Linked DNA regions of Mus musculus: all the other regions are linked to region 3. A link is a contact called in public ChIA-PET and promoter capture Hi-C data. All regions are on one chromosome and are shown on one strand. Each heading gives the region's core, a stretch centred on a gene start, on an enhancer-like site or on the middle of the called end of the contact. The rest is flanking DNA. Distances are from core to core; before and after follow the strand shown. Region 1 holds the start of Zdhhc12 (zinc finger, DHHC domain containing 12). Region 2 holds the start of Tbc1d13 (TBC1 domain family, member 13). Region 3 holds the start of Ntmt1 (N-terminal Xaa-Pro-Lys N-methyltransferase 1). Region 4 holds the start of Spout1 (SPOUT domain containing methyltransferase 1). Region 5 holds the start of Sptan1 (spectrin alpha, non-erythrocytic 1).

What was found. ChIA-PET counts read pairs in DNA pulled down with a chosen protein or histone mark. Capture Hi-C pulls out chosen DNA fragments and counts their contacts.
Region 1: an RNA polymerase II ChIA-PET map of memory CD8 T cells shows a contact between it and region 3, with 5 times the contacts expected there. The contact joins the promoter of Zdhhc12 here to the promoter of Ntmt1 in region 3. A contact is called at or near these places in 2 of 39 promoter capture datasets (liver and pre-B cells) and 1 of 115 datasets of contacts at active chromatin or transcription factors (memory CD8 T cells).
Region 2: an RNA polymerase II ChIA-PET map of memory CD8 T cells shows a contact between it and region 3, with 60 read pairs. The contact joins the promoter of Tbc1d13 here to the promoter of Ntmt1 in region 3. A contact is called at or near these places in 3 of 39 promoter capture datasets (embryonic stem cells, erythroid cells and pre-B cells), 2 of 484 Hi-C or Micro-C datasets (Sertoli cells and cardiomyocytes), 6 of 115 datasets of contacts at active chromatin or transcription factors (double positive thymocytes, embryonic limb bud, embryonic stem cells and 3 more) and 2 of 9 other capture datasets (embryonic stem cells and pancreatic islet).
Region 4: a promoter capture Hi-C map of pancreatic islet shows a contact between it and region 3. The contact joins the promoter of Spout1 here to the promoter of Ntmt1 in region 3. A contact is called at or near these places in 3 of 39 promoter capture datasets (the 3T3-L1 cell line, the C10 cell line and pre-B cells), 5 of 115 datasets of contacts at active chromatin or transcription factors (bone marrow-derived macrophages, embryonic stem cells, large pre-B cells and 1 more) and 3 of 9 other capture datasets (adipose tissue, liver and pancreatic islet).
Region 5: a contact with region 3 is called in an RNA polymerase II ChIA-PET map of memory CD8 T cells, with 20 read pairs. The contact joins the promoter of Sptan1 here to the promoter of Ntmt1 in region 3. A contact is called at or near these places in 1 of 39 promoter capture datasets (neural stem cells) and 3 of 115 datasets of contacts at active chromatin or transcription factors (bone marrow-derived macrophages, memory CD8 T cells and pancreatic cancer cells).

The regions. Positions count from the first base shown.
Region 1 is chr2:30,091,087-30,095,576 of GRCm38.p6, forward strand. It overlaps Zdhhc12 (zinc finger, DHHC domain containing 12), which reads right to left and starts at 2,549. Exons shown (of 5, transcript NM_001037762.1): 1 at 2,403-2,549; 2 at 1,319-1,455; 3 at 902-979; 4 at 581-747; 5 at 1-480. The coding sequence starts at 2,502. The coding sequence ends at 159.
Region 2 is chr2:30,132,098-30,136,815 of GRCm38.p6, forward strand. It overlaps Tbc1d13 (TBC1 domain family, member 13), which reads left to right and starts at 1,649. Exons shown (of 12, transcript NM_146252.3): 1 at 1,649-1,815; 2 at 2,700-2,773; 3 at 4,576-4,616. The coding sequence starts at 1,793.
Region 3 is chr2:30,805,974-30,810,696 of GRCm38.p6, forward strand. It overlaps Ntmt1 (N-terminal Xaa-Pro-Lys N-methyltransferase 1), which reads left to right and starts at 1,995. Exons shown (of 4, transcript NM_170592.3): 1 at 1,995-2,110.
Region 4 is chr2:30,176,085-30,180,723 of GRCm38.p6, forward strand. Spout1 (SPOUT domain containing methyltransferase 1) reads right to left here and starts at 2,375. Exons shown (of 12, transcript NM_172660.4): 1 at 2,306-2,375; 2 at 1,836-1,881; 3 at 1,509-1,637; 4 at 1,239-1,398; 5 at 655-744; 6 at 531-580; 7 at 278-408. The coding sequence starts at 2,341.
Region 5 is chr2:29,963,103-29,967,846 of GRCm38.p6, forward strand. Sptan1 (spectrin alpha, non-erythrocytic 1) reads left to right here and starts at 2,458. Exons shown (of 57, transcript NM_001177667.1): 1 at 2,458-2,683.

The DNA.
Region 1 (4,490 bases), core at 1,299-3,798, 710 kb before region 3:
ATGTCTTCCTTTAGGGGTGGCAGGGGGGGTTCTGTCTACTTCTCTCCTGAGGGCTGGAAGCCCTAGGAAGACGTAAAGGCCTTAGGCTGAGTGGGCTGATCCCTAGCTGGCACAGCCTCTGGCTTTTAGGCACAACAGCAGCCTTCTCTCCAGCAACCCTAGACAACCTGGCTGCTGCCTTCTTCCTCTTCCTCAGCCGAGAGAGTCTCCCAGGGCCCAGAGGGCCAACCACAGAAAAAGTGGGCCAGGTTTCGAGTCGGCCCTCGGTCAAAGGGGTTGCTGGTGCGCTGGCGGAGGTAGGCGATTCGGTGTGAAGATATGAACTCCCAGGTAGTCGTGTTCCTGGCTACCAGGTAGAGGTGGGAGGCCAGGAGCAGGGCAACCACTAACGCGAAGAAGGAGAGCAGCAGGAAGGTGGTGAACAGGAGCCCAGTGGACCGGAGCCACAGCCCCCAGGGCTGGAAGAACTGAAGGCCAGACCTAGAGGATGGAGAGCTAGGGCTGGGCACTGCAGGGTCCCAGTGACTCCTGTTCCCTGAGTACCTGTGTGCATGCTGTCTGTGCTCCCCCAGGTACCTACCATGCCAGGCACAGGCCCCACAGCAGAACTACCAGCTGCAGTGCCAGGTAGGCCACAAAGAGCGGGTGGTTGCGTTCACCCACACAGTTCTCCATCCAGGGACAGTGGTGATCATAGCGCCGAACACAGCGGCGGCAATCACGACAGTGCCGGGCACGCAGGGGCTGCTGTGGGTACAGAGCGCAGTTTAGGCTTAGTGCTGCCTCCCCCGTGAGTCCTCCTTTGGGGAGAATGCTCAAGGCCATAGTCAGGTCCTAAATTTGGGAGGCAGGGTTAAGGATGGCCTGACTGCCCCCACAAGAGTATGTGTGTATCACCTACCAGCACCAGACAGTGTCTGCAGCGCCGGAGTGGGACGGCCTGAGGAACCATGGCTGCCTGTTCCTCCTTGGGCTCGCCCTGAAAACGAAACAAAGATTATGAGATTGGGGGTTCTCCTACCTTGGGAGGCAGACGATGCTGGGGCCATCTCTCTAGGTGCCACCGGTCCCCATTGTGCAGGACTTGGGGCCCATCTCATGTAGAGGGGACGCATGCACATGGCAGCATACTAGACGTCTGGTGACCTTTGTAAGACAGTTGTCCCCACATGGGTCTTGGGTGATGTCATCATTGTAGGAGCAAAAACACAGGGGTAGGCAAGAGGCTTCATCAAGATGCCCCCACACTGAGTGCAGCTCAGGGCTCAGCATTGAGGTCTCACTCCCCTGTTGGCCTTCGAGGTCCCTGCTTGCTTACCTGAGGCTGGGGCTGAGTAGTCACATAGCCGGGGTCCATGAGTGACACAGCCAGATAAAGCAGCAGGGAGCTTAGCACCAGGAGCAGGAATGTGAGGGGCAGGAGCAGCTCCCCTTGCTCTTCCCATTGGCGTAGCTCTGGGGAGGCCAGAGGACAGTGAGAACCATAGCAAAAGGGAAGGGCAGGAGGCGGTGGGGGTAGAAAGAAAGTAGCTGGAGGTGATATGGAGGCTAGACCTGAGGGAGGCAGGAGGAAGGGGGCTCCCCAGGGGAAGAGTCAGCCCTGGAAGAGGGTGGAGCCAGCCAGGAGCTCCAGCTAGGAAGGTGCCAGCCAGCCTGTTTAAGCCCATGGCAGTGAAGGAGGATTATGGAGAGGAGGGAGGGCTAAGAAGTGATGGACGTGGTGACACCAGACAGCTGAGCGTAGGCAACTCTGGTACCCTTGGGTGAAAGAGAGCCAAGGAGGTTTTGAAGGTGGCTGACTCCTGGTGTGGAAGCCTGAGGACAAAGGGCAAAAGCGATGGAGGAGGGCTACAGAGGAAGCCTCTGGTGGGCTCTGTTCCTTCTGGAAGGGAAACCTAGGAGGGGGCAGGAAGGGGGTGAAGGGAATGATGGGGAAAGGAGATGCTACCAGGCGAAGGTGGGAAACCTGCTCCTCGCTATAGTGGCGTCCCTTGGGGTAGTTAGTCGGCTCATAGGATTTGGGGAGTGGACCGGAAAGCCAAGTCCTTAAGTCTAGCGGATTTCTTAATCTTATTTAGGGAGGGGTTGGGAGGCAATTTCTGGGAAGGACAGGTAGAGCCCAGGGATGGGAGAGATGGGGCCTCTAGTTGGTCCTCTGATGGGCTCTGGTGGTCTTTGGATGGATGGACATCTATCGATGACAGAAAATTACTGGGATTAATTAGGGTCCAACTTGGGAATCAGGCGGAGAGAGGATGATCCCCGGACCGACATAGGAGAAAGACGCTTGAGGAACTGGTGGGAGATAGAAATGGAGATTTCAATGTGTCTGAGGATTAGGGGGACCCCGGTATACCCACGCGTGATCGGGTGGGCTCGGGGTGGCGCGGTGTCCGGCTCACCGGTGTCGTGCAGGAAGAGCACCAGAGTGATTCCCCAGGTCAGCACGGTGTGCCCAGTCCGCACCAGCATCCCAGAGTTAAGCGGCGGCCAAAGAGCCATGGCCTTGGCCCCCGCCCGAGCCCACCCGGAAGAAGCGCGCAGAAGGTGGGGCCGCGGGGCAGCGGGGCTGCAGCAACGCGGGGATTGGTGGCTCTGCATTAGAGGCGGGGCACGGGCGGCTCAGGGAGGCTGTCTATTGGGTGCCACCGGCGGCCCCTCAGGCCAACAGGTGCCCGAGGAGGCTGAAGGCGGGGCCCGCGCGCGCACAGCCTACAACTCCCTAACTCCGCCTCCTGTGGGCCAGGTAACTTTGCAAAACCCGGGAGGCGGAAGCCTCCGAAGACAACCCCACCCCCGCATGCGCATGCGTGCCCATCTTTGATCCCCGGAGGCCACGCGGAGCTTGCTCCCAAGGGGCGATGGGCCGGGCTTGCAGGAGGGCACGCCTTGATGACACACTTTCCTCTTATTCGTTTTCTGATTTTGCAAACGGATGATGGGAAAAAGGAGGGTTCTGGTGCGGAGTCTGGACACGCATGGCCCAGCTTGGAGTCAGAGAAATAATTGTCCGGCCTATGACTCTCGAGGCAAGTTACTGAGCTTCTTTAGGCTACTTTCTGCCTCTTCAATGGGGTTGGTAATAGTACCCGCGTCTTAGACAGGTATTTGTCTCCCCTGCTACCACCACGGCCCAACCAGACTGACTTTCTCTCCTTGTGTTCCTTGAACCTCCCCCATTCAGCTGACTTCCACCTGATGACCCTCTTCTAGCCCAAAGCCCAGTGTGCATGCTCTTGGGATTTGTTTTGGTCAAATAGACATCCCTTTTTCTGAAGAACTGACTTCCTATGGCCAGGGTGGTTATGGAAGGATTGGTTGTCCATCGTGTGTGCGCGCGCACGCACCCGCGCGAGTGTGTATTGGGGGACGGGGGGACGGGGGGCGGTTAGGGCCAATCATACTATTCCATATGAGATTAAACAGAGGCTGGGGATTAACACAATTGGTAGACTGTCTAGCAAGCACTAAAGGCTGGGTTATCGCCCCAGCATGGTATATATGATATGGTGGTACATGCCTGAAATCTCAACAAACTGGTGATAGAGGCAAGAAAATTCAAGGCCATCCTCTATACATGTGGAGGGAGGGGACTAAAGCCAACTAATTGTGTGACATAAAAGCTAGTTCCCAAAGAAGGGGTTGGGCTGTCCACACCTTTTTGTTGTTGTTAAAGATTTATTTATTTGTTTTATGTAAGTACACTGTCACTTAAGATACACTTAAGGGCATCAGATTGCATTACAAATGGTTGTGAGCCACCATGTGGTTGCTGGGAATTGAACTCAGGACCTCTGGAAAAGCAGCCAGTGCTCTTAACCACTGAGCCATCTCTCCAGCCCCTGCCCACACCTTTAATCCAATTCTTTGGGATGTAGAGACAGGCAAAGGGCAGCCTGGTCCACATAATGAGTTCTAGGCCAGCTGTCCATAGAAAAATAAAACAAAAAGATCAAAACAAAGTACACAACCATTTGTGAGTCAGGGAGTGTGTGTGTGTGCAAGCTGATGTGATAGCTGGCTCACAGAAATGAAAGGACAACCCTAGCTGTTGGCTCTCTCCTGCCATGTGGGTTCCAGGGACAGAAATCAGGTCAGCAGGCTTACAGGCTGACTGTGTGTGGATATTTTTCCTGAATGTATATCTGTGCACCATGTTCATGCCTAGTGTTTGCAGAGGTTCTAAGAGTAACCAGGTCCTCTGGAGTTACAGATGGTTATGAGCACCATGTGAGTGCTAGAAACTGAACTGAGGTCCCTTGCAAGAGCCACAAGTACAGTGGGGCATGGTGGTGCACGCCTTAATCTCTGTACTCAAAGGCAGAGGTAGCCTAGTTTTCATAGTTTCAGGGCAGCCAGAGCTACATAGAGAGAAAGGTCTTATTTTGGGGTGGGGCAGCTGGCTGGTGAGGCAGAGGCAGGTAAGTGGATCTTTGGAGTTTGAGACCAGCCAGTGTAGTCTACAGAACTACTTGTGTAGTTCCAAGACA
Region 2 (4,718 bases), core at 399-2,898, 670 kb before region 3:
CACTCTGCAAATACTTTTTTTTTTTTTTTTTTTTTTTTTTTTTGGTTTTTTCGAGACAGGGTTTCTCTATGTAGCCCTGGCTGTCCTGGAACTCACTTTGTAGACCAGGCTGGCCTTGAACTCAGAAATCTGCCTGCCTCTGCCTCCCGAGTTCTGGGATTAAAGGCCTGTGCCACCACGTTGGGCTTTTTTTTTTTTTAAGATTTAATTAGTTATTTTATGTATATGAGTACACTGTAGCTGTCTTCAGATAGACCAGAAGAAGGCATCAGATCTCATTACAGATGGTTGTGAGACACCATGTGGTTGCTGGGAATTGAACTCAGTACCTTTGGAAGAGCAGTAGTGCTCGTAACCACTGAACCATCTCTCCAGCCCCCAGCTCTCTTTTTTAAATTAAAAAAAACATTGTGTGTGTGTGGGAGGGGTACTGAAGAAATAGTTCAGAAGTTAAGAGCTCTAGTTACTCTTTCTGAGGGTCTAGTTCATTTCCCAGCTCACAACTATCTACAACTCCAGTTCCACAGGAATCCAACACTCTTCTGACCTCCAGGCAGGTAAGTGGTGCACAGACATACATGCAGGCAAAGCACCCATACACATAATTTACAGAAGAAATTGTGTGCCTGTGTGTGCAAATATGTGTAGCAATAACGTGTGTATAGGGGCCCTGACCTAAAGGCCATTTGCTTTCCTTGATGGCTCTCCCCTTTATTCACTGAAGGTAGTCCAGCGAGTCTGTTTGCCGTCTAAACCTTGCACATTCCCGCCCCTCTTGGCAGCTCTTTCATGAATTCTGTGGATCCAAACGCCAGAGCTCACGCTCACGTGAGTGCTTTATTCCCTGGAGCATCAACAGCGAATTCACTTCTAGCAGAGTGAACTTCTTGAACCTTCAACTTCTGATCTTCCTGCTTCCACCTCTCAAATGCTGGCATTACTGGCATGTTTCCCCAAATCCAGCTACAAGGAGTGCTGAACCTGAAACCTGGTTTCGTGCATGCTAGCCAATGATTTTCATAGTTGCTCTTTTAAGTTCACACTCACAACTGAGTTTACCAACTGAGTTACACCCTTAGCTCCTGTTTTTCATTTTCTATTGCTTTAAAATTGTGCAATTACAGAAATTCTACTTGGGGATGGGAGTGCGGGGGAGGGGAGGAGTTTCAAGACAGAGTTTCTCTGTGTGGCTCTTCCTGTCCTGGAACTCTGTAGGTCAGTTCAAAGATCCTCCTGCTTCTAGCTGGGATTAAAGGCGTGAGCTACCACCGCCAGGCTTGCCAGAATTCTAGTTTATGAACTTCCAAAGTCAAGGAAACCTTGAGCTGTACTCCTCCGGCTCCTCCGAGAGGTATTTACTGAGCAACAGGGTCATTTCCATAAGGAAGGACTCGACATTGAATGAGACCACACCGGAGACTAAGTCTAGTTCAAACAACTAGTTCAATCAACCAAACAACTGTACCGCAGTTAATGACAGGGAGTGAGAGAGATAGACAAGTGTATTCAGTAATCAGAAACTGAGGGCGGGAGACTCATAGCCAGCGGGATCACTGACAGTCACGCCGTCCTGACGCTCAACTGACGGTTTGCCTAGCCTTAAAGAAGTCCCCGTCACGTGACCCTTGGGCGGACCCAGCGCGGCCCCGCCCCCGCGGAACGCGCACGCTCCAAGTTCTGCTTCCTGCCGGAGGCTTTTGCCCAGCGCCCCGTGTCCCCGGAGGGAGGGGGGCGGTGGCGGTGGCGGCAGCTGGGGCTGCAGAAGCAGCTCGGGAGTCCGGAAGTCAACACCATGTCGAGTCTGCACAAGAGCCGGTAAGGAGACCTGAGGTCAAGACTGCACCCAGACCGCTCCGTCCAGGCCGGGCCTTCGCACAGAGAGAGCTGCTCAGCGCATGTGCGGCCAAGAACAGCCCCCTCCCCCGGCGGCGAGCCCCCTTACGGTCTCATTGCCTGTGTGGCAGAGGCGAGAAGCAGAGATGCTTCTCTTACCTCAGTGTCACCTTTCTTTCTCTCTCACTCGGGACCCCTTTCCCTAGTGTCTCCCTTGTCCAGCCCCCTATTACCCTCCCCGCTTCCTCGCTCTAGGATTCGCACCTTCCCCCGCCCCCAAATGCCCCTGTCCCTGTGCTCCATGCTCATGAGAAACACCAGGGGATCCAGGTTCTCCAATCTGGCCTCTTAAATCCACCTCCTACCCCCACCCCAGGCACATCTTGCAACGCCCGCTAAATTCTGGTCACTCCAGGACTAATTTTTAGTCTTTTGTCTTTGCCTGAGGGCAGGCCCGAGAAGTCTGTGCCCCCTCCCCTTTACCCAGCCAAGAGCTTCGGGAGCCATGGGGAGATTGTACAAGTCTGTTGTCTGTGGATCCAATTACTCCTGGTTGCAGGAAGCTTGGTTGTGTGAATTCGGGTAGTGGTGTGCTGTGGGCTGGGCTTGGCCGCAGCAAGTGCCCAGGAAATGCCAGCTCGCTAACAGTGGACAGTGCTTAATGTTAAGTTCTCACTTCAAACCCTTTGGATTAGAATACCTCTCATGGCTTTTCGTTGACATGGCAGATCTTAGAGGAAGAAACTTGTATTGTCCACTTCCCTAAGCTGGTAGTTGGAGACCGTTGGGAGTGAAAGATCTTTGGGCTGGCTGCAAGAGTGGTCATTAAGCCTGTTACCTTGGCGTTTCCTTTTCTGCCCTTGAAGGATTGCAGATTTCCAGGATGTCCTGAAGGAGCCCTCCATTGTGTTGGAAAAGCTTCGAGAACTCAGTTTTAGTGGTAAGATGCACTTTTACTCAGGGTTTCCCTGGAAACCTGCCTGCCGGCAGAAAGCTGGCCCTTAGCTGGGGGGGGGGGGTGATCCCCCAAATCCCTTGAAGTGGCCTGAAGACTGCACCGGTGGTAACCCTTTGTGCCTAGGGAAGGCCTCTCAGCATTTCTCAGCTCGTTTCTTGAGTTAAGGAAGTTGCAGGGTGGTTCCCGGGTTCTCTACTTGGCTGTGGATCAGAGCTGAGAGTGACCTTTGGTTAGTGTTAAAACTCAAGCCGTAGAGCACCAATTTTAAGGAATTGAACTTCCACCACATTTGACTTTGCCCCCCACATGGTTAATGTTCCAGCACAGCAATAGCTGGATTTTTACCCCGTCTGTAAAAACATCCCAAGATGTTTGTAGAGCTCCTGTGGTACTGCCTAGTAACTTTTCAAAGAAAGAATTTAAGTCGCCTGTGTCGTGCAGATTGGGGTGGGGTGGGGTGGTTAATTGGCTCATTGTCAGGGAAGCCACCCTCAGAGCCATTCTTCTGAACTCCTGACAGCATTGCAGAAGTTGGCCTTCCCATTCTGGAGTGGTGTGGAGGCCCCAGAGGGGAAGCTGCCTGTGCTGATTGTGCAGAGCTCGGACTGCACATCACACCTGTCTTAATCCTGGTTGCTCTGTCTACAGATCCGTGTCTTTATCTGTAAGTGAGGACGATGCAGCTAATCCTCCATCCTTACTGGAGCTAAACTGGGAATTGAATGAAATGGTGGTTGTCTGGCACAGAGCCCTCAACAGGACCAATGTGGGGAAGCCACAGAGCCATTGCTTATGTCTAGCACAGGACACAGACACAGGGGCATCAACAAATAGATAAGCTTTTGCCTGCCTGAGAACTTAAAGTCATACTCAGGTCTTTATGTAATTCCAGTTTCTATGGGTGCTATGGAGAAACCAGAGAGCCATTGTTTATAAGCAGCACCGCGACATTAATGCCTGCCCAGCATAGTGATTCACACCTTTAATCCTAGAGCAAGAGGTAAAGGCAGGTGAATCTTTGTGAGTTCAAGGCCAGCCTGGTGGTCTACATAGTGAGTTCTAGCTCAGGCAGGGCTACATAGTGAGACCCTGTCTCAAAAAACAAAATGAAAAGAGCCTGTGGCTGGGCATATAGCTCAGTTTATAGAGCGTTTACCTAGCGCCCCACTTTCCACTCTCAGCACCCTATATATTAGACGTGATGGCAAAACCCACTTGTAATCCTGCCACTGAGGAGGCTGAGGCAGGAGGATCAGAAGTTCCGTCTCAGTTCCACAGTAACTTGGAGACCAGCTTAGGCTATATGAGACTCTGTCCCTCCCCTAAAAGAAGAGCCTGACTTTGAAAAGAATGGTTAGTTGGTAAGGGCCCTTTGAGGAAGGAATATCAAAGATGAGAAGGTTCAGAGTACAGACGCAGTTCTGGGCTGGGGACAGGGCTGTAGACAGTATAGAAGGTAGAGTTAGCATCTGCTTAGACATTTCTTTTTTTGTGGGGTGGGGGGTTCGAGACAGGGTTTCTCTGTATAGTCCTGGCTGTCCTGGAGCTCACTTTGTAGACCAGGCTAGCATCAAACTCAGAAATCCGCCTGCCTCTGCCTCCCAAGTGCTGGGATCAAAGGCGTATGCCACCATGCCCGGCTTGCTTAGACATTTCTTTGGTAGAGAATGGTTCCTGAAGTGTTTCCTGCCCACTCCACTCCCTGCCAGCTGGCTCCAAGGCATAGAGGTCTGGGGGGTTCTGGAACTCTGGCTTGGGGTGACCTTTGCCTGCTGTGTCCACAGGCATCCCCTGTGAGGGCGGACTGCGGTGCCTCTGCTGGAAGGTGGGTGTGCCTCGGGCGGGGCTTCTTGTTTCTGACTCCGTTGGGTCTTGCATGGACCTCCTCCCGGCCTCTCCTCTTTGCTATTTTCCTGGCTTGTCCGAG
Region 3 (4,723 bases), core at 745-3,244:
TTGCCTGCACATATGTCTGTGTGAGGGTGTGAGATCTTTGAGTTACAGACAGTTGTGAGCTGCCATGTGGTTGCTGGGATTTGAATATAGGTTCTTTGGAAGAGCAGCCAGTGCCCTCAACCACTGAGCCATCTCTAAAGCCCCAACAAGCACTCTTAACTGCTGAGTCACAAGTCATCTTTTCAGCTCCTTGGCTTTTGTTTTTGAGACTAGGTCTCTGGTAGTGTAGGCTGGTGTTAAGTTCATTGTGCGGCAAAAGATAACCTTTAATTCCTTGTCTTCCGGCCTCCACTTCCCAGGTGCTGGGATTACAAGTATTCACCACTTTGGGGTGGTGAATAGCTCTTTGAACTATTGAAACCAGGTAATACCTAGAATAACCCAGAGTAGCTATCAACTATTAGGTGCACAGATTTGGGGTGGGGACTCAATTGGGGGTAGGATTTTTCCGCCTCCTAAGCCTCTATTGCTTTCAGTATTAATGTGTAAATACACATTAGGTGTGGTAGTGCATTCTTTCAATCCCAGCATTTCAAAGGCAGGAGGATCACTGTGAGTTTCAGGCCATCCTGGGTTACCTAGCAAGGCACTGATCCAGAAAAGGAAAAAAAAAAAAAAAAGAATAAGTAAAAGCAAAACACAACTTTAAGCACCTACTGTAATGCAGAGCCCAGGAGGCATGACAAGTATGTCTAACAGCCGGTGTGTCAGCCAACAGAGGTGAGCTTAAGGCAAAAATACTTATTATGATAACCTTCATTGCCTGCAAGCCCCACTAGACTCTAGCCTAAACTCGCAAATCCCACAAATTTAACCCTCAGAGTATTGTAGCTGAATCATTACATCCACCAGTTAGAAGAGGCAACTTAGAACTCCGAGGCGGTTAGAGGGGGTTTGCATGCAGCAAGCTCATCTTTCCTTCAAGACCCGGTGCAGATTGTCTGAGTGGATAGGGAAGGGCGGTCCTCAGGAGGGCAAACTTCTAGATTTCTGCTTTATTTGGCCTGGCAATCCTTACCTCTGTCAAAGCCTTTCTTTCCTGTTCTCTTTCCTGGGTTGATATATTATTTTAATATACTAGTGGGCATGGGTGGATTTGAGCAACAATGGCTTTTAATCCTCCTCCCCCCCCCCCCCCGACAGGGTTTCTCTGTATAGCCCTGGCTGTCCTGGAACTCACTTTGTAGACCAGGTTGGCCTCGAAATCCGCCTGCCTCTGCCTCCCGAGTGCTGAGATTAAAGGCGTGCGCCAACAACGCCCGGCTTAATTCTCCTTTTAGGGTGGAAAACTCTCATGATGTTGGTTTTTAAGAATCCAGCCTTGTGGCGCATGGAGGCGCGTGCCTGTAACCCCAGCAACCACGTCGATGATGCAGAAGGATCCTGAAGTTTACGGCCAGAACTCAGTTGGACTCTTGTCTTAAAAGAGCTACACCCTCAAGTGTGTGAGATATCAGCTGTGGATCCTTCATCATGAAGTCCCTGCGCGTAGGCAAAAAACTGGGTTAGGATCCCGAAGGAAAAGGCGATCTGGCCGAAGAATAGGGCGATCAAACCTTGGAGTGCGGCGATCTGGCCAGGGGGCGGGGTGAACTGGCCTCGGGGACAAGCGAGGTAGCGATGGGGAGGGGCGAATTGGCCGTGGGGCGGAACTAGCTGGTCTTGTGTTTGGGCGAGCTGGGCGTGGGGAGGGGCGAGTTAGTCGCGCGGAGAGAAGTTCTGGGCGTGTCGAGTGAGCAGGCCGTGGAGCGGGGTTGGCTGTGGGGGCGTGGAGAGGTGTGAGCAGGCCCTGGAGAGGGCGGAGTTGGCTGTGGGGGAGGGACGATCTGGACGTGAGCTGCCTGTGGGACGCGGCGATCTGGCCCTGGGGAGGGGCTATCTGTCTGTGGAGAGGGATGAGCTAGTCTTGGGGCGGAGTGAACTGGCCTCGGGGCGGAGCGATCTTGAGTCCAGCCCCCTCCAGGCTCGGGGAAGTGACGTGTGCGGACAAAGGCAGAGGCCGCGAGGTGTCTGGTCCGGTAGAGTGGTGGCGGCTGCTGTGGGCTACGGTCTTTGCCAGCCTCCTTCTCAACCCGTCCTTTTCTCTCGGGTCCCTGGAGCCCCGACCCAGGTAAGTATCGCGAGGGACGCGGCCAGGGAGGAGGGAGGTGCTCACCCCAACTGCCTGAAGCGGTGAGGCCCCGTCGTCAAGTGACCTGGGCCTGGCCCTGGCCCACGTGCACGTCCCATGGAGGTTCACCGATCAGACCTGGGCAGGGACTCTGGTGACCACGGATTGGGTTGGAGGAAGCCACGTTGGTGGAGGCTGGCAAGACGTATCTTCACTCGCGCCCGTACATCACTTTCCAGTCCTCAGTTTCCCCTCTGAGATAAGGAAAGCAGCCACTGCAAGGTTGGTGTGTGGAATCGGCGCCGTGCTTGGCTCAAGTCCTCGCAGTTAAGTGCTTGGTTGCACGGGTTGCCATCACGTTTAACTGCCTCCAGCTCTGGCCAACATCGTTACTGTCATGAGCCCTTGAGGCCAAGGTCAGCCTCTCTTCTGCAAGGCTGCCTGCCATCTTTTCCAGATGCTCCAGGCTTTGCTGCTCCACCAACTGTGTGATCATTTTGGTCTTTAATCCTTTTGATAAGGGCCTAGGACAGGTGCTGTAACTGATGACAATGATGTATGGGGTGGGGCACTCAGTGACTGGGGTCTAAGTGAGAAGCCTAAATCCTCTCCTAACTTTTGGTCCTTTCCCAAGTGCTGTTTTAAGGCACATCGTTTCCTTAAGCTGGCTTTCCTGTGTGTGTGCTTGTGTGTGTGTTGGGGGGAGGGGGGATGCTTTCCTGAAGGCCAGAGCCACATAATCAAAAGGTCAGAGTCTGCAGGTGTGTGGTTCTGGGTGTACCCGGAGCTTGTGTTTGCATCTTCTGGACTGACCAAAGGCCACATGATCTCATAGGTGGGCTCCAGCTTTACCAGGGTCTGTGTGATTTGGAGGTTTTAACACGTTTTCCTTACTTGATCTTTTTAACTATGTTTGAACTAGGCAGAGGTGGCACACGCCTCTAATCCCAGCATCCAGGAGGCAGAGGCAGGTGGATCTCTGGGTTTGAGGCCAACCTGGTCTACAGAATGAGTTCTAGGACAGTCAAGGCTACACAGAGAAACCCTATTTCAAAAACCAGACAGAAAGACAGAGAGAAAAATTGTGTTTTAAGATTTTTTTTAAAGATTTATTTATTGCCGGGCAGTGGTGCTGCACACCTTTAATCCCAGCACTTGGGAGGCAGAGGCAGGCGGATTTCTGAGTTCAAGGCCAGCCTGGTCTACAGAGTGAGTTCCAGGACAGCCAGGGCTACACAGAGAAATTCTGTCTCAAAAAACCAAAAAAAAAAAAAAAAAAAATTTGTTATATGTATGCAAGTATACTTTTGATGTCTTCAGACACTCCAGAAGAGGGCATCAGATCCCATTACAGATGGTTGTGAGCTACCATGTGGTTGCTGGGAATTGAACTCAGGACCTCTGGAAGAGCAGCTGGTGTTCTTGACTGGAGCTTGTCTCCAGCCTCCGTGTTTAAGGCTTTTTTTTTTTAAATTATTTTTATATTTGATTATCTGTCTATGGGGGCAGGGCCCAGGAAGGCAAAGGGAAGGCATCAGATCACCAGGAACCGCAGTGATTGCTGGTTTGGAGCTTTTCCACTGTGAGATGCTGAGAAGAGCAGGCAGTGCTCGCTCTAACAGCTGAACCATCTCACCAAACGTCTCTGACAGTGGAGAACTGTACGCTCAAGAGAGTATGTGCCTTCCACAGTGGAGCCTGGGGCTTCTCAGGCTTGTTTAATAACTACAGCTTCTCTATGAAGTTCAGGGTGAGTTTCAGACCAGCCATGGTCTCAGAGTGAAAAGAGGAGGACAGGCACAATGGGTAGGCAGACTGTGTTTATACGCTGTGTAATTCAAATGCTGATTTCTCTGCCTTAGTTATCTTTTTTTAGATGTGGATAAGAATCTCTGGTCTTAAGTCTATGTAAACAGTTTTTTTTTTTACCATTTATTCTCTGTTTTGTCAATGCTGATCTCACCAATACCTGGGCAGAATAGGGAAGAGGGCCGTTCATCTGCCAACCAGAGGAAGGAGATAGGAGAGGGAGATTCGGAGATCATCAGGGAGGATGGGGAATTTGGAGCTATGAAGAAAGGGTCTGGAGAGAGCTCACACGGGCTGTGTCTGGGAGGTGGCTAGATTACCATAGAAGGCTAAGGGAGACCATCTGATTGTTCAGTTATTGAGATGCGGACTTAAATAAATCTTGGCTTTCTTGTGTAGTTATTGGGGACTAGCATAAGGTAAAGAAATACAGGCCATTTAAATTTGCCGTTTATATTTATATTAAGAATAATTTATAGCAGAGTATCTTGCTTGTTATTTAGTCATTTATTTTGAGAGGTGGAGGTGAGGGCCCTGGATCTGCAGCCCAAGTTGTTTCTTCTTTTATTTTTTGATACAATATTTCATGTAGTCTAGGCTAGCCTCAAAGTCACTTTGTAGCCAAGGATGATTTTGAACTCCTGACCTACCTGCTTCAGCCTTTGAAGTGCTGGGATTACAGGCGTGCGCACCATGTTCAGTTTTGGGGGTCCTGAGGCTTGAACCCAGGCTTTTGTGCATCTTAGGCAAACACTGCCAACTGAACTGTGTTTGGTTTCTTGAATCAGGCTGGTTTTGATCTCC
Region 4 (4,639 bases), core at 1,125-3,624, 630 kb before region 3:
TGGAGGCCACAAGAGGGCACCAGATTCCCTGAAACCACCTGATGTTAACCGCCATGTGGGTGCTGGGCACTGAATGTGGGTCCTCTGCAAGAGTAGCCAGTGCTCTTTAAACTGAGTCACCTCTCCATCCTCGAGGGGCTCATAGCTTGAGCCCTACTTTGGGATAACTAGTGTTTCTCAGCAGGCCTGGAGTTCAGGTCTCCTCATTCATGTGTCCTTACCTTTTATAGCTAGCAAGTGTCCCCAAGTGTACCACAGCCCACCTTCCCAATCCTACCTTCTTCATTCCACAGTTGACCAAAGAGCCATGGCCTGCCTTGGTGGGCCGGTCCACCACGACGCCTTCTCGAAACTCAGACTCTTCGTCCTGACGCATGTGGTGAGGGCTGTCCAAGGGGTTGAGGATTCCTGGGCAGGGAACAGGAGGTGATGATAGGACCAGGCTCTACCCCTAGCCTGTGTTCCCACCTGGATCCATCTTGGTGCCTAAGGCTGAGTCATGGGAAATGGGGCAGGCACACTAGCTGTACCTGCAAACTGCAGATCTTGGTGCTTGGGGAAGAACGCCTTTCTCAGGTACCTAGGGAGGAATGCATCTGTCAGGTCCATCCTGGGGAGGCTGCCTCCCAGCCACTGCCCTCACCTCACACTTACTGTGGACACTCCAGGTACTGTAGGATGCGGGCCAGCTGGACACATGCCTGCCCTTTCTTGCCAACTCCCCTGAATTCTCCTTCCACACTCCTGGAAAGATTAAGACAGACCTCAAGATCCAAGTGCTGGGCTTATTATACTTTTTTTTTTATTTTCTTTCTTTTTCATTTGTTTTTGGGGACAGGGTTTCTTGGCATAGCCCTGGCAGTCCCAGACCTTGCTCTGTAGACCAGACTGGCACTGAACTCTCAGAGATCCACCTGCCTCTGCCTCCTGAGTGCTGGGATGAAAGGCGTGTGCCACCACTGCTCAGCTCAAGTGGCCTTCTGGTCTCCAGAACCACACTGGTGTTTGTACACAAGCACCATAAAGAAATGCTAAACACAACCCAAACCATCCAAGTGCTGAGCCTCAGCACAGACCATGGGCAAAACCCTGAGTCCACTCTCTAGCACCAAGGGTGAGAAAAAGTGAGTCTGCAGCTGCCTTTGAGAGCTCCTTCCAGGCAGCCAGGCAGGTGACAAGGAGCAGGACAAAGCCATGGCCACCCCTGCTGGTCCTCCCCACTCCCCAGAGACTCTCACTTGGTATCTTGGCCCTCCTCATCGAACACCACAATCTCATCCACACAGAAGATGGTGCAGGCTCTGGCGATCTGGCCAGCCAGGTAGGTGCGGAGCTCAGGTGACTGGGCATTGTCCAGGATGGAGCCTGGCAGGGCCACACTCAGAGTGTAAGGCCGTCCTAGCAGGGACAGGGGATGTTCCTGTCAGCCTGACAGGCTGTGGACCTTCCCTCCCTTGCATGTCCCCATGGCTCAGAGATTCAACTTACCTCACGACCCAGCTGCTTACCTTGGTTGCTCCTCTGGGCCGCCGCCTCTTCCTCCTCTTCCTGGCGTTTAGCCTCTTCCTCTTGGGCACGCTGCCGCTCCAGTTTCTTCATTATCTTGAGGTCCTTCCACTTCTTTTTCTCCTCTTTTTCTGGAGAATTATTGGAGGGAAAGGACTTGACATGGGGAGGAGAGTTCCTTCTCGCTGGGCTAGCCTAGGCTCTGGAGAGGCTGCCACCACTCACTTGGATACACTGAGACCCAAAGAGGGCTCGTCGGGCCATTAGCTGGTTTGTGGAAAGGGAGGGCTCAGTGCGCTTGCCCAACCCGGCCTCAGCTTTTTACTTACTCTGCTGTTTCCATTTTCGCCATTCAACCCTTTGGCCATGTTCACCCTGCAAGTAAGGAGGAAGATTGAGAGGCTGACCGGTCACACATAGGAGGGGCGCATCCCATCGGGCCTCCCGCCATCTGACTCTCTCAAACCAGGGTAGAAGTACACAGGGACTCGCCGTGCACAAAGCCTGGGATCAGATCCGGGAAGCTGAGGAATGAATCCCCATTGGGCAAAAGAAGAAACCGAGACAAGGGGAAGACAGGTATGGCCATAAAGTCGCCCTAGGAATCAGAAAATAAGCCAGGAGAGGACTCAAGACACCGTCGCCCCGCGAATGAATGTAGATCGGACCAGCTAACTCTGCAAGCTCAGGCTACGGGAGAGGGGCGAGGGGAGAGGAGAGAGCAGAAGACCCGGGCCGACACCACTGTGACACGCTGCAGATTCCAGGCCTAGCCCGGAACCCATCGGTCCGCACATACCGGACCACACGGACGCTTCCTCGGGCGCTCCGCCATGTTTCCAGGCCCACCGCGCGCCTGCCAGTTAGCCTCGCCTCTTCCGGCCACACCTCCGCGGAGCTGCCCAATCAGAGGCCCAGCGGAGAGTGGGGCGTGTCCTGGGTGCCAGGCTGAGGCGGAGCTCAGAAACGCCACGTGCGAGTGCGGAGGCTGCTGCGTTGGTACCCTGTCTCCAGGGCAACGAGTTCGCAGCACTACGCTGTCCGAACCCAGTAAGGCTCATGTGCCGCCCTTTCCATTGTTAGGTACCCTGGTGATATTTAGCTTCCATGTTTTATGTAAGGGCACCCTATTGGAAATTACAAAAGACTACCTTTATCCAGTTCATTTGCACTTTCTTTTTATTTATCCATTCAGTTTCCTGGGACTCCAGCTAAGGCCCGACGCGTGCTAAATTTAGTGCTCCACCAGTGAGCTATATTCCCAGCCTCGTCCAGACTTTATTCTTTTGGTTTTTTAAAAAGATTTATTTATTATTATACATAAGTACACTGTAGCTGTCTTCAGACGTGCCAGAAGAGGGCATCAGATCTCATTACGGATGGTTGTGAGCCACCATGTGGTTGCTGGGATTTGAACTCAGGACCTTTGGAAGAGCAATTGGTGCTCTTACCCGCTGAGCCATCTTGCCAGCCCCAGACTTTATTCTTTATCAGTTTAATTCATTTGTTTGCATGTAGTACTTTAAATTTTTTAAAAAAGAAATTGATACAGGGTCTTACTATGTAGCTTGGACTGACCTCAAACTCAATCTTCCATCAACCACCTGAGTGCTGTGATTGATTGATTGATTGATTTTTGGCAGCCCTGGATCAAATCCAAGGTCTCCAGCATGCAAATCACTGATCAACATTCTGTGTCTACTTTAAAATCATTTTAAGTAAAGAATGAGAAGATAGGACTGAAAGAAGTCCCTGCAGAAGACTTTTAGCTGCTGCTATAATAGCAGCCATTGTATCTGGCATGAATTCCAGAGGGATTGTACCTAGGGTTTGAAGAAGCCTTTTGTAAAGTTATTGATTGTTGTCTGAGGTTTTATGGGGTTGCTCTTCCAAGGATTCTCAGAGCCTTTGCATAACTTAGTCCTGAGACATACCTGACAAACCAGGATGTCTCCTGGGACTTGCTTAGGTATGCCTGGGAATGTAGGTTATGCCTGAGTATTGCTTAGGTAGGGTTCCTTCAGAGAAGCCTAGATAAGGTAGCAGGTTTTGGTATACAGAAATTGACTTGCTACAAGTACCTTTTGTGTAACAGTAAGGAGGGTCTGCAAAATGGTAAATATGTGAAGTTCAATGCCTGAGAGGATGAGCCCCTGCTGCTGAGAAGCCTAACAGGTCCTGCAGTGTCTCCTTTTCTTTGCTCTCCTGTATAACCCAGAACACCAACAGGTTCCTCCCCAAAAAACTTTTCTGCCTGATAGTTTTATATTAACTTTTTGTTGTTGTTTTTGAAACAGGCCTTAATATATAGCCCTGGCTGTCCTGGAACTTACTATGTAAACCAGGATGCCCTCAAACTCAGAGATCCTCCTGCGTGTGCCGAGCAAGTGCTGGGATTAAAGACTTGTGCCACCACGCCCACCCGGCTTGTATTAACATTTTACAATGATCCGATACTTTGTTACAGTTGAGGAACAATCCTGACACATTATTACCGCCAACTACAGTTTACATCACTCTTTTAGTCATACTTTCTTTTTGTCTGTTTTGCTTGCTTTGGTTTGTTTTTTTGAGATAATGTCCATCCTCCTGCCTTATCCTCCCAGGAGCTGAAATTACAGGTGTGGGGCACCCTGCTGTGTGAATTTTGACTTTATTTATATGAGTGTTTTGTCTGTATGTATGTGTGTGCACCAGAGTCTTGCCTGGTGCCTGAGGAGGCAAATGGATCCCCTGGGACTGAAATTATAGTAGATTGTAAAACACCATGTATGTGCTGGGAACTGAACCCAGGTCTCTGGAAGAAAAACCAGTCATCTTAACCACAGAACAATCTCCTCAGCATCCCAAGTTACTTCTTTGAGGTGCGATGTGGGGAGGCATGGACTGTGAAGCCCACACAGGCCTTCGTAGTGGGGCAATGTAAGAAAGACACCACTCCACGCTAGTACCAGCTACTCTCTGGCCCCAGCAGTCTGGCTGCCTCTATGGCTAGCCCCATGCAGCGTCCATCCATCTCAAAGGTTGTTTGTTTGTTTGTTTGTTTTTTTTTTAAGAATTAGTTATTTATTTTATGTATATGAGTATACTGTAGCTGTCTTCAAACACACCAGAACAGGGCATTGGATCCTAT
Region 5 (4,744 bases), core at 1,208-3,707, 840 kb before region 3:
TATGTTTGGAAGAGTTGTGTGACTGGCTTGCCAGCTCTGCTCCTGCAGCTCTGGGGAAAGTAATTTTCTGGGCATGATCCTTCCCAATCAGCTTTACAGGGAGGAAAAAATAATACAAGCACTTGACTTTGTAGAGAGAGTGCAGGATAGCGGTAGAGAAGTGGACAGGTAACAATTAGCATATTTCCCCAACCAACAACTGACCTTTAGAACAGGGGACCAGGGCTAGCTAGAGTTTTAAGTCTAGGGGCTGCAGTAATCAAGAGAAGCTTAGAATTCTCTTGGATTCTCTGCTTGTAAGGAGGCCAGTAGAGGTGTGGCCAAGAACGTGGAGCGGAACCGCGCTGTCACACTGGGCTGTGCTTGCTTTATTTTGTCCCTGTGAAGTTCTCATTAAAAACAAGGTTATTATCTGCAATATCCCTTCCCCATGCCCACACATAATAGTGTGAGGCATGCGCTGAAATTGGTGGGAGGGAGGGGAGCAACAATAGAAACCATGAGCAATGGCTTTTTGATGGCTCATTTCTCCTGCCAGATGAGAACAGGGTGGGTGCCTGTGGGTGCCGTTATCCTGACCATTCTTCCGATCAGAAAATGGACCAACCAGCAGGATTTTAGTTTCCCAGTCAGAAGAGAGCTCCCTTTAGGTCTTGGATTTGTTTGGCATTTGGGAGAAACAGTAGAACCCCTATTTTCAGTATGGAGCCCAGCCCAGAGAGCCCTTGCCACCGAAGTATCAGGTCTTAGACATTGTGGAGAGTTAAGTTATACTAGCCATTTTGTACCCAGTGCTGAACATCTGAGTTTTAAATTTGCTGCAGCTGACTGAAGAGGTGGTTACTATGGTCACCATCAGCTGTTTTCAGAAATGCACAGCATTTCTGCATGCCTTTCATCCCACCACTCAGGAGAAAGAGGCAGGGGGATCTCTGTGTTTGAGGCCTGCCTGGTCTACAGAGCAAGTTTCACGACAGCCAAAACTACAAAGGGAAATCCTGTCTGGAAAAACAAAAAAGAAAAGGAAAAAAAGCCCAGTCCAGGAAGTAGCTCCTCAACCAGTTTTCTCTGTAAAGAAGATGGCATTAAATGCTGTCCTCCAAGCACCTGCCTTTTGGATCTCAGGAGTCTGTGAAGCTGCCGCTGAGCTGTGGCCACTCCCTTTTTATTTTATTTTTTTTATTTTTTAAATCTCTCCTCTCCAAGGAAAATGACTAGGAATGTTCTTTCACCATCATGCCTACAGTCAGAGTAGCTTAGAAGTCACCTTGCAGATCCTAGGCTCAGCAGAAACCAAAGTGCAGAGGACCAGGAAGCTTGGGACTGGGCCTCATCCCAGTTCTGGAGCAATGCCCAGTTCTTTATAATTATTTAAATAGGAGGGTGGCTTGGTAACCAGGAGGCTGATGCCTGGCAGAGCTGCCTGACTACACAGGAATGAGCTGGGTGCTACTCCAATGGTTGCCACACAGCTGTCACCCAAAATGGAGGAAGGGAAAGAGCTTTTGCAGTAGGGGAGCCTGGCTACAGAGTTTAGTTCAGAGCCAGGCCCTGAAAAGGGTTGTGTATAAGAAAAAAATTACAGAAATTGTGTTTTCCTTTTCTCAGAAGTCTAGCACCCACTTGCTTAACGCTTGTGTTCAAATCTTAGGTTCTCTGATTGCTGCTTCGTGCTTGACCTGGGGAGAGAGCTACCTTCTATGTCATCAGGATGCTAATTTGTAAAATGGGAAAGGCAACATCTACCTTGTAAAATAAGAGCAGAGATTAAAAGCCCAAAGCACGTGCGGTGTCAGCTAAACAGCAAAGTTCAATTAATACTGGGGAAAGAAATAGTAATGTCGTTTATCAACTGGGACGAATACACTCTGTCTACTGGCAACAGGAAGATTGCTGAAGAATTCTCCATATCCTGAAATAAAGTCTTACGCCACAAATCAGTCTTTTTTTTTTTTTTTTTTTTCCCTAACCGGGATTTTTTTCCCTACCACCTCCTCAAACACGGATCCTTATATCATCTTTTTTTTTTTTTTTTGGCCCCATCCCCCACCAGAACAGGCAGACTTGGGTCTTCCAGAGCCAAGCCTCCCCCAGAAAAAGTGCAAAGAGGGAGCCAACATTCCAGTGAGATCATCCGAAAGGGACAGGGCGTCTTTCCGGCCAGGGCAGCAACATCCCCAGCCTGACTGCGGCGGCGGGCCCCGCCCTGCCCTTCGCCGCAGTCTCGGAAGGGCTCCCAGGGCGGAGGGGTGCGGCACAGATTCTCTGCAGGGCGGACTGGGCGGGGCAGGATTGCTCGGGTCCCACGCCGCGGCGGGCGGCTGCGGCGGCTGCTCCGCTCTGTGCCGCGCCCCGCACCCCTCGCAAGCGCGTTCCCGTCCTTTACCCCAACCCCCACCACCCCGCCCCGCAGCTTCGGCTCCTTCCGGACGCGCTCGGTCCTCTCCGTACTGCAGTGGAGCAGCGAGTCCCGCCTCTCGCGTCGCCAACCGGGGCACTTCCCTCACGCTCGCGCTCGGCCGCCGCGGGGGCGCGCGCGGCCGCTTATAAAAGCCACAGTGCGCGCGCGCCGCCGTCACTATCCGCTGCGGAGCGAACGGCGTGAGGCAGGGGCCGCGGCGGCGCATCTTTTTCCTCAGCAGCCCTCAGCGCGGCGACCCACGCCCCTCACCCCCAGGAGCCGGTAAGAAAGGGCGGTGGGCGGGAAGGGAAAGGCCGCGGGAGGCCGAGCACCGGAGCGATGTGGACAGATGAGCTGCGGAGCCTCGCGGGCGGCTCCGTGGGCCCCCGCCGCCGCCTTTTGTGGCGCGTGGGCTGCGGGGCGCGGCAGAGCCGGGCGGCGACCTGGAGTGTCACGGTCCGCCGAAGGTACGCGAAGGCCCCTTCCTGCGCCCGCGGCCCCACCCGTCGCGGCAGGTGGCGGGGGGTGGTCCTCGGCAGCACCCACCCGCGAGCGCCCCCGCACCGCCCGTCGCCCGCAACTGCGGCGCTCGCACCTCTCGGAGCCTCCTGTCTGCAGTGAAGGGCTCGCTGACCTTAATTTCATCCTGTGTGGCGGTCCCGGGCCCTCCGGCCGCAGAAAGGCCTCCTTTTTCTTTCCTGGTAATAAATGTCTTTTCTCTCCAGTGCCGACCTGCTCCAGTATAATAGTTAGATGCGGTGCCGCTTGGTTGGAGGAGATCCAAATCCAATAAATAACTTAATAGCTTACAGCTCTTTTCTTTCTATATAAGACATTAAGTCGAAGGCTTCTGGGTTTTTTGTTTTTTGGGGGTTTTTTTTTGGTCAAATTCTACTGCTGTGCCAGTGTGAAGTGATAGAACAGTCTTTTGTCTGAAGCTATCCCTGCAAATTTGATGAAATGCTTCTCCAGGAAAAATTTGATTTTAAAATCCTCTCAGGTACTAGAATTACACACACACATATGCACACACGCGCGCGCACACACACAAACACACACACACACACACACATCAAGAGGGCTTCTATGTAAGTAAGGGTCGGTGTGTTTTAAATGAATGTCCCAGAAAGGGTGAAATCATTTCGAACTGCTACACTTCATAGGGCTTTGTTGACTTTCATCTCTCTGTTTCTGTCTCTGTCCCTCTCTCTACAGGCTCTTACAGTGTAACTCCAGCTGGCCTGGAATTTGCTGAATAGCTCAGGCCGGCCTCAAACTCAGGATTTTCCTGCCTCAGCCTCTCAGATAATCAGGTTTTTCTATATAGAGACCCAAAACATTTTAAGTCGTTTGTTCTTTACCCTTGGTATTTTCAAAAAGCTAATTATTATGACTGTCAAGGAATACAAGAGAAACCAACCATATGAAGTATTTTAATAATGTGTTCAGAAATTGCGTTGTCATAGCAATTGGACTTAAGTAAAACAGAATGTATCAAAGATGGCAGGGTGGGGGTGTCTTGTAGCCAGGAAACAAGAGCTTAAGAATAGCACTAGCAACAGTGAGTTGCATGAAGCCATTGAGCCAAGGTTCCCACTCATACTAAATGTCTTAGATTTTAAAGGTCAAATTGAAGTCAAAGTTGGAAAAAAAAAATGTGCTGCAGTAGATCCCCTGCAGGAAATTAACAATAAGCCTTTTTTAGTAACTGGGTCATTAATTCCTCAAAGGGACCCTCAAAGTGTGTTGACTGTTATCCAGGGACCTAGATAAAAAGGATGGATTTCAAAGTTTGCCCTATACCAGACAAATGTGAAACAGTTCTTATGATAAACCCAAGGCCTGGAGACATATAGATATGCAATTCTATTCCCTACTTTTGAGACAAGATCTTGACCCGTAGCTCATCCTGAATCTATGTAGTTGGGTATAGCTGGTCTTGAACTCATTGCTCCTGCCAACAAGCCTGGCTGCCACCACCCTGGACTTTTACCCCTCTTAAAAGAAAGGAGGCCTTGTTATATGTCTCAGATCCTGGACTCAAGCTTATTTCTCCACCCTTAGCTTCCAAAGTAGCTGGACCTATGGCAGGCAGGAGCTGCTGCAGCCGGCTTATTCTCTGGTAGTGCCTTTAGCCTTGGCTGTATGCTTTGTAGTAATCTAATACTTGGAGAAATCTGATGTCAAGTAATCTAATGAACAGGTTTAAGCAGGGAGAGTCATATTAAGTGTATCTTTTAGTTCCCTGGATTATAATTTTCTATTATTTTTTTCTTCTCTGCTTTCATCTCAAAGGTGGGGCCTCTACAGATACTGAGAAATGGCTCTTAGGAATAGCTACCC